Linked DNA regions of Zea mays: region 2 is linked to region 1. The links are chromatin contacts, called in public Hi-C maps. All regions are on one chromosome and are shown on one strand. Each heading gives the region's core, a stretch centred on a gene start, on an enhancer-like site or on the middle of the called end of the contact. The rest is flanking DNA. Distances are from core to core; before and after follow the strand shown. Region 1 holds the start of LOC103641084 (probable xyloglucan glycosyltransferase 3). Region 2 has its middle 5.9 kb from the start of LOC103641085.

The links. Hi-C and Micro-C count contacts between places; a contact is called where the count stands out from the background.
Region 2: a Hi-C map of leaf shows a contact between it and region 1, with 8 times the contacts expected there. The contact joins the enhancer-like site here to the promoter of LOC103641084 in region 1. A contact is called at or near these places in 6 of 25 Hi-C or Micro-C datasets (bundle sheath, ear, endosperm and 2 more).

Annotation. Positions count from the first base shown.
Region 1 is chr10:53,594,394-53,599,144 of Zm-B73-REFERENCE-NAM-5.0, forward strand. It overlaps LOC103641084 (probable xyloglucan glycosyltransferase 3), which reads right to left and starts at 2,870. Exons shown (of 6, transcript XM_008664469.4): 1 at 2,568-2,870; 2 at 1,384-2,482; 3 at 963-1,271; 4 at 75-365. The coding sequence starts at 2,226.
Region 2 is chr10:53,701,229-53,705,979 of Zm-B73-REFERENCE-NAM-5.0, forward strand. No RefSeq gene overlaps it. Among protein-coding and RNA genes, the nearest start is that of LOC103641085, 5.9 kb to the left of the region's middle. Within about 2 kb of position 2,728, at least 11 of the 20 cell types and tissues checked have an H3K27ac peak or open chromatin away from gene starts, as enhancers often do. A contact at or near this core is called in ear, endosperm, leaf and 1 more, where this site is marked.

The sequences.
Region 1 (4,751 bases), core at 1,620-4,119:
ACATATATATGCATGTGTTACAACTCGATTGCAATGTCTAACCACAGCATGAGATGGACAATAGTATATAGTACCTTGACGTCGTTGAGGAAGATGAACTTCCAGCCGTTGAGGTGCGCGCGGACGGCGATGTCCATGTCCTCGACGGTGGTGCGCTCCATCCAGCCGCCCGAGTCCTCCAGCGCCTTGATGCGCCACACGCCGGCGGTGCCGTTGAAGCCGAAGAAGTTGAGGTAGACGCCATTCACCTGCTGCTCGACCTCGAAGTGGAAGCACAGGTTGATGTTCTGCAGCCGCGTCAGCAGGTTCTCGTCCTTGTTCACGAAGCTCCAACGAGCCTGGACCAGACCAAGCTCCGGGTTCTCCTGCACCGTTGGAAGCCGTAGGTTAGGTTTAGTCAGCGCGCGGCCCATGCATGCATGGATCGGGACGTTTGGAGATTTGTCAAAGATAAGACTATTAATTTGTCTCAGTACCATATCATCGAGATCTAGATTATTAAGATACTGTATTAGGTCCTACGATCCAGGCCGGTCATTAAGGTGTCCATTCTTTTGTCATTAATATATTGTGTGCACCAACCAATGGCCTAAGTCAACCGAGAATCTGAGATTTGGACGTACGTACAAGCTGGTGTTTCATGTCACCGTACCTATTTGGTTTTTCCTCCACTGAGAAATGAGCTAAACCTACTGACTAGAATGAGTAGTGTCGTTGCTTTAATTAGGGTCATAAACCGAGTTACAGATCACAATGTTTTATGGAATAGTTTACATGAATCTCGATCAATCTAGCTACTAGAAGCGCACATCACAACTATATGTTTGCAGTATATATATAGCCACGCCGCCGCACCATATAAATATATATACTTACTTGCGCCGACGACGTTGAGATGTGGATGTGAATGTGATGACTGATGAGCTATAAAGTTCTAGTGTAGTCTGTAGAATACGTCTCACCTTGAAGTGTGGCACGGTGAGCTTGAGGAAGTCCGGGTTGGGCTGGAAGTCGGCGTCGAAGATGGCGACGAACTCGTAGTCCTTGACGTAGTCGCAGGCCATGGCGGACTTGAGGTTGCCGGCCTTGTAGCCTGTGCGCGAGAGGCGGTGGCGGTAGATGACGTTGACGCCGCGCTGGCTCCACTTGGTCACCTCCGCCTTGATCAGCATCCGGCACACCTCGTCGTCCGAGTCGTCCAGCACCTGGATCAGAAGCCGATCCCGCGGCCAGTCGATCTGGCACACGTGCGAGATGGACGTCTCGTACACCTGCATGCATAACATGTTTGATTCATCCGTCCCTCCTTCATGTCACGTCGTAAGAAGCACCGATCGACTGGTGTATCGAACTGTGAGTTTTCTTGTGCTACTAGCTACTGACCTCTTTCTCGTTGCACATGGGCATCTGGACGAGCACCATGGGGAAGTAGCCGTCGGCGTCGCCATCGGCGAAACCGTTCTCGGCATCCGCGCTCTTCCTTCCAGTAGTTCCACGGGGCTTGCCGCCGGACGCGGGGACACGCGGCTTGATGCCGCGGATCTTGATCCAGAAGCACGCGAGGCACTGCACGATCCGGTCCACGGACTGCACCATGAAGAGCAGGATGCAGAAGCTGGACAGCTTCTGGATGGCCCAGGCGATGTAGTCGACGCGGAACTCCAGCCAGGCCACGTACGCCCGGTGCAGCCAGCCCTGGATCTCCTGCCGCTCCGGCATGCGGAGGTGGTCCGGCAGCTGGCGCAGGTTCTCGGGGAGGTGCCGCAGGTGCTCGGGGAGGTGCTGCAGCTGCTCCTCCAGCTCCTGTAGGTTCCCCGGCAGGTGCTGCGGGAACTGCCAGCCCTTAAGGTGGGCCACGGTCTCGAAGGCCAGCATGGCGAGGGAGAGCAGCAGGAACGCGCGCAGAAACCGCAGCATGGCGCGGCCGCGGCCCGAGGCCTCGGCGTCCGGCTCGTCGTCCGCGTCGCGGCTGCGGCGCACGCGCCGGTTCACGGCGCCCAGGACGCCCCAGAACCCTCCCGCGAGCCAGGCCACGCAGCCCACGGCGCGGTGCGCGCGCAGCAGCAGCACCCACGTGAACTGCTTTGCGTTCTTGCCCCGGGCCTTGTCGGCGGGCGGCACGCCGAGCCCGTCGATCTCCACCAGGGAGTAGGGGTTGTCCATCTTCACCACCACCGGCGTGCCGTCCTGGTCCTCGCCGCCCCACCACGAGCTCGGCGGCGCCATGGATGCACGTAGTTCGCGCCCGGCAGTTAGAGGTATAGCGCCGTAGCGGCCGATCTCCCGATCAGTGTGTGGGCTCTCGATCGGAGGCGCAACCGTTTATTGGTGCTGCTCCCGACAACAACACAGCCTGCCCTGGCTGGCCTTTCGAAGTTCTTAGGCTGTGCTAGTGAAGTGACGGTGCCTGGCTGCTTGCTGCTACTAGCTGCACCAGCTGCTGATGTCTAGATCTTCAGTTTCTTACCTCAGGTTAATTAGCCTGCAAACATCATCGTAGCAATTATGAACTCGATCTCCGATAAGCTAAGTGAGTGAAGGGTGGTATCAGATCATGCAGTACATACCTTGTAACCTGATGAGAGAACCCTAGCTTCTTCTGAGCTTCAGATCCAAGAAAGGTACGGTATGACCAGTACTGCCTCGGTCGAAGCAATGCACACACAGCCACACACGGACTTTCTAGCACGCATCCACTGCGTCACAATAGCACACACTGTGGTACGTGTCTAGAAATGAGCTCACACACAGTGGCTAGCTGGTTGAGCTTGATGATAGTAGAGCTTCCGTGGAGAGTAGCTTGGCTGGTTGCTACTTCTGTACTACATGCTCCATGCACTAGAGACTCTAGAGTAAAGCCTCATGGCGTCCACTAGGAGGGTTTTATAGAGAGAGAACTGCAGTGCAAGTGCAATAGCTAGTTCAGAAAACACTACCAGTGGTGGCTACTGCGGTACTGCCTACAGTGCCAATTTCTATTTTCTAGAAGAAAATGATTAAAAATAGAGGAAAATTGAAAAAAAGAGCACATTGCTTTATTTTTTTAGTTGCAGTAGCATAGTAGAGGCTGCAAGGTTTGACCTGATTTGTGCATTAAATTCATGTTAGAGGTGTTGCATGCTGCCTTGACTTGTTGGCGGGGGATCGAGCCAGGAATCTGCCATTTGCCAGCACGGTGTTCGTCGATCGAGCCCATGCCATGTGGGGTCTTTTAATGAACCACGGGCCGCAAGCCCGTTGCGTTTGGAGAGGGATCGAGCCTCTCTCGCTTACGTCTCTATTATAACCTAACGCGGACAGCTGTTGCTATCACGACTTCATATTTCCCATGTCTAGCATCCGCAAAAATAGTGCAAAACAAGCCCTTTGAACCCACAGCCCTCTTCTGTTTTAGAAATTTGGGGCTAACTATTAAACCACACATATCTTAATGTTTATAAATAAACAAAAATTATATTTATAGTCTAGAGGCAGTTCTCCCGCTTCGTGGCAACGCACGATCACATATCTAGTCAAATAATAAGTATTGGAGTAGTATATTACTACTGCTAATCTCTGTACTATGAGCTACAAAATGCATCATATGCTAATTAGTGTGAATTAACCGTTAGGCTCTCACAGCAAGCTGCGGTACCGACCGGAATCGACCGGTCTCTGCAAACAAATGCTTTAAAAGTTTTAGAGCATTGAGCTTATTTTTTAGCTCTAAAGCTCTCAGTGAGATGGACTAACCCTAGACAGAATCAAAAAATCAAAAAAAATTCGGCATCCGTAATAATTTTTGGTGGCATCTAAGGAGACAGCTGAAAATTAATTATTTTTAGTGGCTAAAGGTAAGCTGTAAATAAAAACATATTTTTGATGGTCCGCATTTAGCCTAAACAATAACATAATTAGAATCGTCGAAAATAAACTTTTTTTTATTTTCGGTGGCTAGCTCATAGCCAAAAAAAAAATAAGATCTTATTTTCGATCATTTGTTTGTAGCCACAAAAAATAAGCCGGATATAAAAGTTGTGCCCGTCCTTTCGCTCTCATCTCCATGTTGTCGCCGCTGCTCTCTTGATATTGCTGCTGCCGCTCGTGCCGACCTGCACACACCCGCCCGTCTCTCCCTACCGATGCCATAGGCCCTGTTTGACACAGCTTCTGCTTGTTAAAAAAGCAGCTTATCTAATAAGTTGGTGAAAAGTAGCTTCTGCTTGTTGGCTGTCTTTAGTGTATTCTGAGAAACAGCTGAACTGATAAGCTGATGCAGAAGCTAACTGTTTGACAGAACTTCTGCTTAAATTTGTGAAGAAACTGAAAATAAGCTGTGCCAAACAGGGTCATAGCCTCCTGCCCACCATCGTGCGCCTGTAATGTTTAGGGTTGCCACCGTCATGTTCGCATTGCCCCTACTCGAGCCTCCTCCCATGCCAGTCCACGCGCAACGCCCAACCCCTATATTTGCCTGCCATCGTTGCCACGCCCCGCACTAGCATAGTTGAATCCATGTCAATACCTCTAACAATTACAAATAAGTATGACTCGATCTAGTGGCGGATCTAGGAATTTTATATAGGGTGTACCACAACAAAATTTTTATGTACAATTCAAACCAAAACATTGTCAACTACAAAGTTTCATAACTTTTTAAGACCTACAATTTTTCTATTGGTGGTTTTTCCATTCAAGATCGTTTTCAAAATTCAAATTTTAATTTTTTTTAAATTCAGACGTAGTTTTCATTGACAAGATGACTTCAAATG
Region 2 (4,751 bases), core at 1,478-3,977, 110 kb after region 1:
TTCGTAAAAAAATTAACGCGGTAACGTGTGTACTGTAGTTACGCTAGTTCGTACAACCAGCATAAGTAACGTGTAAATGCATAAATGTGTTATGCTGGTTCGTAAACACATTTACGTGGTAAGATGTGTGGCTTGCCCCCCCCCCCACCCCCACGCGTGGCTCGTTCCTAGTCACACGTCGTCTCCACTCCAAACGCGTGGCTCTCTCTGCGCCACACACATTAAGTCATTCTTAATTTTCGGTCATTGTTCATTCTAGGAAACATTAAGTCATTTCGGAGTCTAGACATTAAGTCATTCTAGTAAACATCTAAGCAACATTAAGTTATTTTTAGTGTGCAAATATTTTTCATGTTTTCTTAGACATTCATTTGTTTTTAAGGGAAACATCAAGTCATTTTTCATGAAACATTAAGTCATTTTTTTGTTTTCGGTCATTCTTCATGTTTTCTTAGACATTTTTTGTTTTTCTTGTCATTCTAGAGTCTAGAAAACTAAGTCATTTTTTGTTTTTCCAGACATTTTTTTATGTCGATCGGCTTGGTCGGTCCAGGTGGGTGTGACGGGCAGCTCAATCTGTCGGCTTGGGACATGGGCGCAGGGGCCGAATTTTTTGTATTTTGTCCTTTTCTCGGAAAAAAAATTCACGTTTGGACCCTAAAAAAATTTAATGTCATTTTTGGACCCTCTGCTCGGCGCCATAGTCTATGGCGCCGAGGTAACACATCTCGGCGCCATAGGCTATGGCGCCGAGGTACGTGCTGCGCTGGCACAACCCGGACGACGTGGCACCAAGCTCGGCGCCAAGATATATGGCGCCGAGCTCGGATGTCTAACGATAAAGTTTGTCTAGCTCAGTCGGTAGAGTGCAAAGACTATAGCGCCGAGGTACGTGCTGCGCTGGCACAACCCGGACGACGTGGCGCCGACGTGTCACCAAGCTCGGCGCCAAGATATATGGCGCCGAGGTCGGATGTCTAACGATAAAGTTTGTCTAGCTTAGTCGGTAGAGTGCAAGACTTTTAACCATGAAGTTGTGGGTTCGAGCCCCATCGTGGGTGTTCAATATTTTTTATTTTTGTCACTAATTTTTTGTTTCCTTATTAGTTCAGGACACAAACTAAATGTGCGTTGCTTTGTTTTGTTTACTGAACCACAACAATTCACTGTCTGATTTCCTTCTTTTTCTTTAGGCTGCAGGCCTTTATTTCTGAGGTCAACGCATTTGGCAGGCCGCTATGGATGACCTAATGGCCCAAGGAATGCGTTATGCTAATCAGGTATTTACACTTAATTTCTCCTACTCTTCTGTTACTCATTTTTCTTTAGCTTTTCAGAGGTCATTTTCATGTCCCTGATGCAATTTATCGTATACCAGGCCCTTCTTACTGGATGCTCTGTCGGTGGTGTTTCTACCATACTTCACTGTGATGAATTCCATAGATTGTTTCCCTCGAATACCAGAGTCAAATGCCTAGCTGACGCTGGAATGTTTTTGACACGTATGCTCACACAATTGTATATTGGTGTGAATTGGTCCTTTAATCATTTGCAGTGTTGATGTTTCTGGCCGTCGGGAAATGAGATCCTTTTTCAATGGCATTGTGAGATTGCAGGTGTGCATCACTTCGTGAGCCATAGCTTTTTATTTTTGTTTTTAGTAAGAGCTTCTTCTTGCTATCAATGCTATACAGCGATGTATCTGCTATATCAGAATATTTTGTGCCAGTAGCAGTAACTTCATTTTTTTGTTGTCCATATTTTTCATTTATGTCGGTGATTTGTCCGTCCAGATTTATTTCTCATCTAGATTTTTTTTTGTTTTTTGACTGATTTTGGACTCTAAAACTCCAATAATCTAATATATTCGAAATTAGACTTTTTAATATTAATTAAATTTTATCATTGTACATTAATGTAAGATTATCATAGTCATTTGTTTATGATATAAATATTTTTAACATTTTATATGATGTACTTTAGTTTTTAGTATATTATTTAATGTTTAAAATCACTTGTAATTAGCGAGATGACGGAATCGCCTAATTGACACTGTAGACAACTTTGGTTTCGTGTGAGAGGAGTTTGTTTTTCCTACATGAATATTTGACCGGATCAAACCCTAGCTATATATAAAGGGAGCTGTTTCTTGCAGCTTTCATTCGCGCATGGATTTCGCGATGGTTCCTATTGTGTTCAGCTGATTTTACAAGAAAATAAAAAAAAATTAATGTAATCAAAGGAGCAGATATAAGGAGCGGCATAAACGAAAAAAAATTGACAAGAAAAAAACAAATCAGCGACAAAGACAAAAAGTATTGAACGCACACAATGGAGCTCAAACCCTCAACCTCAAGGTTAAGAGCCTTGCGCTCTACCGACTAAGCTAGACGAGCTTTGTGATTACACTTTCAAGCTCAGTGTCATAGATCTTGACGCCGAGCTTGGTGCCACGTCAGCGCCACGTCGTCTGGGTTGTGCCAGCGCAGTATGTACCTTGGCGCCATAGGCTATGGCGTCGAGATGTGTTACCTCGGTGCCATAGGCTATGGCGCCGAGGAGAGGGTTCAAAAATGACATTAAATTTTTTTAAGATTTAAACGTGAATTTTTTTTCCGATAATGAGACAAAATTAAAAAAAAAGTCGGACGCAGGGCAGCAGGGCGTGGTGGTGGCTGGCTCGGGTGGACAGGTGGACACGCCTTGTTAGCCTTCTATTTGGCCTGTGCTTTCGTGTAAGTGGGCCAGACCATCTAAACCCAAGACTCAACGGCGCCCAAGAGTGCCCAACCAGTGTTATTACAGGCCACATTTCTAAGGGCCTCAGAGAGCCATTGGTGAGCAGCACAATGTCCATCTACACTTTTTTGCTCCTATTCCATACTCTCCACGTTCAGAGTTAAAAGCAAAGCAATTGTAGGTATTTACGAATAGTAAATTAGGCTCGCCTAAATACTTTAGCAATAGTTAGGCTTCAACGGTGACTACTCTAAGTTCCCACAATGAGTCTGTTTGTGTTCAGATTTTTTCTGACCAACTTTTCTAAAAAATCTGGCTATGGAGAAAATCTGGCTGTGGAAAGAATCTCAGTATAGTGTGGACTACATGCGGAGGAAGATGAAGTGGTACAAAGGCTACGGGATCTAGAAAGCGATGAATTTCTACTATCGTGACGACTTGACCGATTTTGTGTTCATGTTGATTTTGGACAGTTTTTATTAAAACGATTTTTATAGAAGCAGGCTGAAAAGATAAAGCGTTTGACAGTCTGCAACAGCTTTTGGTGGCCAGAAGCTAAAAAATCCAACCAAGCAGGGCTATAGGACTAAACTTTAGCATTTGAGAACTGTTTGGATACAAGTACTAAACTTTAGTATATTACTTCTAATAATGCGGTGTGCAATAAACGAGTGACGATACTAGCTATGCAAAAGCTAGTGGCCCGTGCTTGGAGAGAGAAAGGTGTGTATGGGTGGAGGAGAGGGAAATGGTGTTAGGACCACTTTTAACACAGTTTAACATATTTAGTGGATCTAAAGTGCTAAAAGGTGCTAAACTTTAACACAACTAATTTTTAGTTGCCATGTTTATTTCTTCAATAGCTTAACTTTAGAAAAAAATACAATGCTAAAGGCGAAACAAATGGGCCATAGTCAGGGGCGGACCCAAGGGGGTCCAGGTGGACCACGACACACCCTAAGGCAGGCCCACCCAGACCCCTCCCTAATCGTCCGTTCTAGAGTCTAGACTTCATGGGCATTAGACTCGTTGCTTCATCTTCAATCTCCAATCCTCCATGAGCATGGAGCCACAAACAAGCAGGAGACAGTCAACGCCACCCCACAGCTCGCTCCCTGGACCCTAGCGCCCATCGTCGCCCCTGGCCTTAGCGACAGTCGCCGCCTTCCTGGGCCCTAGCGCGCCGTCAAAATGTGTTGTCACCGTGCCCAGCCAGCCATCCCTATGCGGCTGCGTCGGACCTTCCAGCGGTCAGCCGGCCACACGCCCGATGTCTCATCTTGTGGCGGTCAAGGGGATGTTGATACCCAATTCCCCATTCCCAAGGTTTTTATTGTGAATTGTAAAGCCTAGCGGCTTAACTGTTAGCTTTGAGTGTAAATATATAATGGTTAATCTATAATGCAATATATATTTTATTGCTGATTTTTGTTTTGTTAATTGTTGATTCAGTATTTAGTTTTAATGGCTGAAATATGAAGAAGCAAATAGATATATATTAGATTTTGATAGAAGTGTATATAAAAAAATTGTTTCGGCACATCCTAAATAAAAATTCTAGGTCCGCAGCTGGCCATAGTCTATACATTATATATTGGTGGCGCCTCTCACCCTCCACATTATCTAGTTAGGGCTTAATATGAAGTCTAATCATCAAGTACAGCACCAAGAACATCTATCAGCAACTGTGTGCTAGTATGTAATGTGTGGTAGGCCGTCATCCTATCCACCACCTAATTAATAGAACCATTAATCAGGGCCCTCTGATCTTCCATCTATGACGGAGACCGTTTGTCCTCTTGTCTTTGGCACCTTTTCCATGAGTCGCTTTATGCATTCACTCACTCCCCTTCTGCTTCCCAGCTGTCCCAAATTGATGCTGATGCCATTGTAGGAATATCGAAGTAGTAATTTTATTGCTCCTCTACCACCGTGCTCATTTATTTTTCTTAGAAAAAAACTCGAAGGCGAGAGGTTGACCTCTCCCAACGCATAAATAGGAGAAATTAGTA